2 separate regions of the Sus scrofa genome follow, and region 2 is linked to region 1. The links are chromatin contacts, called in public HiChIP or PLAC-seq maps. All regions are on one chromosome and are shown on one strand. Each heading gives the region's core, a stretch centred on a gene start, on an enhancer-like site or on the middle of the called end of the contact. The rest is flanking DNA. Distances are from core to core; before and after follow the strand shown.

Region 1 (3,712 bases), core at 713-3,212:
ATTTATTTATTGTCTCTCTCTCTTTTTTTTTTTTTAGGGCCGCAGCCACTGCACATGGAGGTTCCCAGCCTAGGGGTCTAATCAGAGCTATAGCTGCCAGCCTACGCCATGGCCATAGCAATGTAGGATCTGAGCCTCATCTGCAACCTACACCACAGCTCCCAGCAACGCCGGATCCTTAACCCACTGAGCAAGACCCAGGATCGAACCTGCAACCTCATGGTTCCTAGTCGGATTTGTTTCCGCTGCACCACGAAATGGAATTCCTGCATGCTTTCTTTTAAACTCGGTTGTCATGCTCTGTGCAAGCCCAAGCAGCCCATGAAGAGGAACCCAGAACCTCAGTTTTGGGTTAAGCATCCAACTGCTGCGGCTCAGATCACTGTGGAGGCATCCTGGGCAGTGGGTTAAAGGATCCAGAGGTGCTGCAGCTGCAGCATAGGTCACAGCTGCAGCTGGGAATTCAGTCCTGGCCAGGGAACTTCCATATGCTGCTGATGTACCCATAAAAAAACAAACAAAAACTTGGACTGTGAAGTCAAACTGCCCATCAAAACCCTGTTCCAAGTCTCACTAGCTTGGGTGACCTTGGCTTGTTGAGTTATTCATTCTCATAGAAGCTGCATTTTCTCATCTGTAAAATGGAGACATTAGAAACTACTTTACAAGGTTATTATGAAAATCACATGAAATACTAGTAATAAGGCATAATGGGAGTTCCCCTCGTGGCTCAGTGGTAACAAACCAGACTAGTATCCATGAGGACATGGGTTTGATCCCTGGCCTCACTCCGTGGGTTAAGGATCCGGCGTTGCCATGAGCTGTGGTGTAGGTCACAGACGTGGTTCAGATCTGTTGCTGTAGCTGTGGTGTAGGCTGGCAGTGGTAGCTCCAATTCGACCCCTATCCTGGGAACCTCCATATGCCACAGGTGTGGCCCTAAAAAGCCGAAAAGAAAAGAAAAAGAAAAAGGGCATAATGATGTCACGAAGAGTCAATACTTAATAAATATTAGCTCTGGTTTACCCCAAGCATAATCTTATTTGTCTTTCAAAAAAAGCCCTCAGTAGGCATTGGCGGAGATGTGTGATCATCTTATCCTTCCCTGCTTCCATTTGACAAGTCTCCTGCTCGCCCACTTCAGTTCTCATCTCTTCAGGCTCTCCAGGGCCCTCCCCAGTGCCTTGACATGGCCACACATGGCCCCAGTGTGGCTGCCCGGAGCCTAGTACTGGAGTATGAGGAATCTTTTTTTTTCTTTTTAAAATGTATTTATGTATATATGTATGTATGTATATATGTATTATTTTCGGCCTTGCCAGCAGCACGCAGAAGTCCCCAGGGCCAGGGATGGAACCCATGCCACAACAGTGACAACAGTGGGTTCTTAACCTGCAGAGCCACCAGGGAACTCCAAGGAGCCTTATTCTAGGTAAAGCCACTCTCCTTTTCCATTCTTGAGCTCCACTTCTTTGCCTGGACTCAGGTCCACTAAGTGCTAAGTGTATTCCCAGGAGGAAGAGGGATCACAGGAAGCCGGAGGCTCCTACAATAAGGGGAATTAGCGATTAGAGTGGGATGATGAGACGTATGAAGCTAAAGATGCAGCGGTTGCCTTAGCTGACTCTTGCTTCGCGGACTTGCAGTTTAATGGGCCCAGGGGAAAGGCCAAGGGGCTGGTATCTGCTCCTCAGCCCTTACAGTAAGTATAGGTCGGGCCTGCCTGCTCCTCAGGCCTGTGTGAGAAACACCGTATAATACATGTTCAAATCCTCTATAAACTTCGATTACGAATGGTGTTAGTTCTCTGCCCCATGTGCCGCCTCTTAGTGAACGGCTCCTTTAAGAGGCGAGCCCTACCGCTGCTAACAAAGGAAGTCCCCGCCCCCGGTTGCCAAGGTGCTCTGTGGCGTCGCATTCTCATTGGTGGGCGACGGACGTGAGGCTGCCCGCGGCAGCCATTTCCAACGAGCTGGCGGGGGCTAAAGATGGCGACGCCCCTCGGGTGGTCGCAGGGGGGGTCAGGATCGGTGTGTCTCGCCTTCGATCAACTGCGGGACGTGATTGAGTCTCAGGAGGAACTGATCCACCAGCTGAGAAACGTGGTACGCAGCCAGGAGAGCTGGGGGAGAGGCCAGACTGGACGCCTAAATGGTGGGGACGGGGCCAGACCCTGTTCTGACGCCAGGGGCGTGCCTAGAGCACCTGCTAGTGGCGTCATCAGAAGGAGGCGGGGCCCAGTTGTGTTCTGGCTGGTAGGGGTGGAGCCAGAAAGGGGTAGTGTCTCATGAATATTTACCAGGGAATTTTAGACCTAACCAAGTTCTAGGGAGTTCCCCTCATGACCCGGTGGTTAACAACCTGACTAGTATCCATGAGGACGCGGTTAGATCCCTGGCCTCGCTCAGTGGGTTTCGGATCTGGCTTGCCGTGAGCTGTTGTGTAGATCGCAGAGGGCTGGCTGGATCCCGTGTTGCTGTGGTTGTGTTGTAGGCTGACAGCTGCAGCTCTCATTCGACCCCTTGGCTGGGAACTTCCGTATGCTCATAAAAAGCCCCCCCCCAAAAAAAGTTCTCTATTCTCATTGCCTGGTTGTACAGGGCCTGGTAGATATGCCTGTCTATTCGCTGAGCTTCGGTTTCTCCATTTCTTTATTTTTTTTAATTTTAAAATTTTTTCTTAGGGCCACACCTGCAGCATATGAAGGTTCCCAGGCTAGGGGTCGAATCGGAGCTACAGCTGCCGGCCTACACCACAGCCACAGCAACCCCAGATCTGAGCTGTGTCTGCAACCTACACCACAGCTCACAGCAGCGCCAGATCCTTAACCCACTGATCAAGGCCAGGGATCAAAACCGTGTCCTCATGGATCCTAGTTGGGTTCCTTAACCACTGAGTCACGAGGGGAGCTCCCAGTTTCCCCATTTCTAATTGGAGGGGACTTCAATGACGTCTCAAGGCCCTTATGTGCAAAGAACCTATACATCCTTCCTATTAGGGAATCCCCTCCCCGTGCTGAGTGCAGTAAGCACAGAACTGGCTCTTCACATGTTGACTTACAGGCTTCCAACCCCATTATGTACCTTTGCTTTTGCCTTATCAATCAAACCCCAGTTCTTGGGTGCAAAGCTTTGGAGCCACAGATTACCTGGACAGGCATGGTAAAGTCCTGGCCAGCTAAAGTCCATGGTTTTTCTATTTTTGTTTTTTCTCGTGATAAGAAGGCAGAGTCAGAATAAAACTGACTTCACACCTGTTTCTTGCTCTGACAGTTGTATGCAGTTCTGGGCACTGAATTAGCTGGGTACTTGGGTACCCAGGTCTTTTGGTTGGCAGCTGGCCTTTGCATATGTGTCCTCACTCTCTGGAACACTTTTCTCTTCCCTTCTTTTCTTCTGGCCCACCCATATTTAGCAGTCAGATACCAGGTGGACATCTCTTTCCCTCGAAACAGTTCTGACCCTTCCCCAGGCCGGGTCTGGGCCCTCCTGTGGCTACCACGGCCCTCTGTACTTCATCATGGCCCACACCACACTGGAAGGGCTGGCCATGGGCTGCCTTCTCCATGAGACCGGTTGCTCCTCAACCCAGAGCTGAGCATCCATGAATCTTGTGGAATGGAACTCTCCCTTCCGTGGGCCCCAGTGTCATCCTAGGTGTCCTGGGCTTCATTCCATTCTTTCTCCTTGGTCCTGGTCCCTAGAGAACACCC
Region 2 (3,712 bases), core at 631-3,130, 72 kb before region 1:
AAGGACTGCGGCTGCTCTGTGGCTGCCACCCCGATCCCATTCCCAGGCCGGCCCCTTCCTGGAATCCAATCAGCCTACCAGTGTGCCTGAGAGAGGCCAGAACACTTCCCACCCCAGGGAAAAGTATGAGCATGAAACCTGATCCTGGCACCTTCCACTCCTTTCTGGAAAATCAAGGCGCCAAGCCAGCTGGCCTTTGGAGCCACCCACCTGGTTCACCTCCCCACTTCCTCCTCTGTTAGCCACGATGGGAGTGGGGCAAGTCAGTTCACCTCACTGTGGAAAGTTCTGTAGCTTCCTGACAGGGTGGCTGCACAGATTAAATGAAAACATGAGCAATTCTCGGCATAATGTCTGAAGCATGGTAAGCACTTTGTTGTTGTTGTTGTTGTTGTTTTTATTATTATCCACGTGATTGCCTTTTTGGCTGGATGTACCAGGTGCTCTCTGAGAAGCCACCCGCCTTGCCCCTTCCCGGGGAGAACTGAAACCCCACCCTTCTGCAGGTCTTTTGCTCCCAATGAGCTTTTCATTTTTTAAAGTTTTGGCTTTGTATTTTTATTTATTTAGTGTGTGTGTGTGTGTGTGTGTGTGTGTGTGTGTGTGTGTGTGTGTCTTTTTAGGGCCACCCCCCCAGCATATGGAGATTCCCAGGCTAGGTAGGAATCTGGAGCTGTAGATGCTGGCCTACGCCACAGCCAGCCACCTACATCACAGCTCATGGCAACACCGGATCCTTAAGCCACTGATCGAGGCCAGGGATCGAACCTGCATCCTCATGGACGCTAGTCAGACTCAGGTTCCTCCTAGCCATGTCGGAAACTCCTCCATGAGCTTTTTACTCAAAGGTTGTTGTTACAGGAAATCACGGTTCATTTCCCCACCTCCAGCCTGATTGCCCCGGCTTCAGAGAAAGAGGATCTGCTTCTGGAAATTGGAATGAAACCACTCAGGCAGGGCAGCGTGTGCGCTTGGCTGGGTGTGGGCCGTCTCCCCTGGGTGTTGGTGGAGTGTGTTTGATTGTGGGGCCTTGAGGGAGTTGGAGGGAGTTTCTGAACACCCTCGGGTCGGGGGATGGCCTGGGGCACTGCCATGGGAGACTTGGCAGCTTCCCTCACCCCAAGCTGGGCGTGGCTCCCGAGGCCTTGGGGCGCTTCCTCCCTCCTCGGAGGCGGGAAATAAGCTCCCCAGCGCCGAGCCTGGAGGGATGTGGTGAAGAAAGCTGTGATTGTTTTGAATCTTTCGTTTTCGGGTTGCAGCCTGAAAGGCCCCGTGGGGCTGGGAGCCCTTGGACAGGACCTTCTCCCCTTGCCGTCTTCCAGAAACAACCTGCGGTCTGGGAGGCAGAAGGTGAGATGGGCAGCAGCCCGGCCAGAGCTCCAAGGCAGAGGCTGCTGGGGGTGAGGCCCCCGGCGGTGCAGCGATGGGTGGCAGCTTTCCGGCTGCCCTGCCCCCACCCCTGAACTGTGGTTTTCAGATTCGCTGACTAAGGTCCTCCCTGGGGGACCTGGGGAGAGGGAGACTCCAGCCCCTGAGTGTCCGGTGGGTGGTGCGTCACAGACACCTGCGGGTCTGGGTCTGGGATCGTGGCTCACTTTCTTCTTCATTGCGCCGGCGGTCTCGGTGAGGCTTGGGTGGGGTGTTTGTGGGGGGGTGCTTGCATTTCTTTCTCCACTTGCTCTGTGTTCAACAAATCTCTATGGAGCTCTGGGATGCTATGTGCCCAGCCTGTCCCCTAGAAGTATCTCCAGGAGCAGCCTCTGGCTCTGGTTGGGTACTAGGCAAACACAGAGCTGGAGGAAGTGCCCAGCCAGGGCCTTAGTCCCGAAACGGTAGGAGAGCGAGGGAAGGACAGCTGTGGATTTCTTGGTTCCTACAGATGCCCTACTCCAGCCTGCATCCATCCATCCCACAGCCCAGGGGCCTCAGGGCTCAGGTGGCAGCCTTGGTCCTTCTAGGTGCCTGCTTGGTGGCCCTTTGGGGGCTGGGGGAGCTGCCAGAATACACGCTCCGGTGGCTGGTGCTCCACCTGGCCTCCCAGCAGATAGGACTGCTGGTGAAGGGGCTCTGCAGTCTGGCGGAGGAGCTGTGCCACGTCCACTCCAGGTGACTCCTTGTGGTACCCAACATGCTTCACTCCCTTGACTCCCCCGCCCCCCCGGCCTGTCTCGCCTTGAATCTCTCTAGCTGAGCTGGGCTGGGACCTGGGGCTTGGCTGTTGCCTGCAGGTACCAGAGCAGCTACTGGAGGGCTGCGCGGGCCTGCCTGGGCTGCCCCATCCGCTGTGGAGCCCTGCTGCTGCTGTCCTGCTACTTCTACTTCTCCATCCGAGACAAGGCTGGCCTGCCCCTCCCCTGGATGCTGGCCCTCCTGGGCCTCTCGCAGGCCCTAAACATCCTCCTGGGCCTCCAGGTATGACACAGAGGGAGGTGGTGGGGCTGGCCAAGGGGACATGTGGCTGCTGGGACCTGCTCTGGGCTCAGTCCTGAGAGCGGGACGAGTGTAGAGGTTGGTCCATGGAGGAGAGCCTGCGATGTTCTGGGTTCAGTGACGGCAGAGAAAGGAGCCAGTTGGCAGCAGGCCGGGAGAGCTTCCTGGAGGAGGAGGGCTCTGGTTGGCCTTCATGGAGGCTCCCTGGCTCCACTCTGCTTTCCACAGCACCTGGCCCCAGCTGAAGTCTCTGCAATCTGTGAAAAAAGGAACTTCAACGTGGCTCATGGACTGGCCTGGTCTTATTACATCGGGTACCTGCGGCTGATCCTCCCAGGTGGGCCATCCTCTATGCCCCATCTTCAGATTATGACAGACAACAGGCGTGGCTGTGGTTGTGGTGTAGGCCTGCAGCGGCAGCACCGATTCAACCCCTAGCCCAGGAACCTCCATATGCCGCGAGTGTGGCCCTAAAAAGCAAAAAAAAAAAAAAAAAAAAAAAAAAAAAAAGAGAGAGAGAGAGACAGACAGACAATAAGGCACCCCATCTTGTATTTCCAGGACTTACTGTATTTTTCAAAGCATTTTCCTGTCTGACAAACCATTTGATTCCCAAAGCAATCTTATAGGCGTGAAGGCTGTTATTATTAAGCCTGGTTTACAGGATGAAATAGAGGACTGAGAGCCATTAAGTGACTTGTCACAAGTCACCCATAAATTCTTTCTTTTTTTTTTTTTTTTTGGCTTTTTTGCCATTTCTAGGGCCGCTCCTGAGGCATATGGAGGTTCCCAGGCTAGGATCCAATCGGAGCGGTAGCCACCAGCCTATGCCAGAGTCACAGCAACTCAAGATCTGAGCCGTATCTGTGACCTACACCACAGCCCATGGCAACACCGGATCCTTACCCCACTGAGCAAGGCCAGGGACCGAACCCACAACCTCATGGTTCCTAGTTGGATTCGTTAACCACTGAGCCATGACCGGAACTCCTTTTTTGTTTTTTGCTTTTTTTTTTTTTTGGCTTTAACCCATGAATTCTTGCAATAAATATTTGCCATATGCTCTGGGCCCTTCATATGCATTTTCTCACTTAATTCATACCCTGTAAGGAAGCGAAAATCATTACTCCTCTCTTATTTTATTTTTTTATTAGAGTATAGTTGATTGACAATGTTATGCCAATTTCTGTTACACAGCAAAGTGACCCAGTCATACCTATGTTCTTTGTCATATTGTTTTCCATCATGGTCTGGCCCAAGAGATTGGATATAGTTCTCATTG

The links. HiChIP or PLAC-seq counts read pairs in DNA pulled down with a chosen protein or histone mark.
Region 2: an H3K27ac HiChIP or PLAC-seq map of alveolar macrophages shows a contact between it and region 1. The contact joins the promoter of TMEM173 here to the promoter of SPATA24 in region 1. A contact is called at or near these places in 3 of 5 promoter capture datasets (fetal liver, fetal skeletal muscle and liver), 23 of 47 Hi-C or Micro-C datasets (alveolar macrophages, blood, brain and 12 more) and 2 of 2 datasets of contacts at active chromatin or transcription factors (alveolar macrophages and skeletal muscle).

What each region holds. Positions count from the first base shown.
Region 1 is chr2:141,291,444-141,295,155 of Sscrofa11.1, reverse strand. SPATA24 (spermatogenesis associated 24) reads left to right here and starts at 1,962. Exons shown (of 6, transcript NM_001177922.1): 1 at 1,962-2,105. The coding sequence starts at 1,989.
Region 2 is chr2:141,363,731-141,367,442 of Sscrofa11.1, reverse strand. It overlaps TMEM173 (transmembrane protein 173), which reads left to right and starts at 1,880. Exons shown (of 6, transcript NM_001142838.1): 1 at 1,880-2,106; 2 at 2,229-2,412; 3 at 2,659-2,767. The coding sequence starts at 1,880.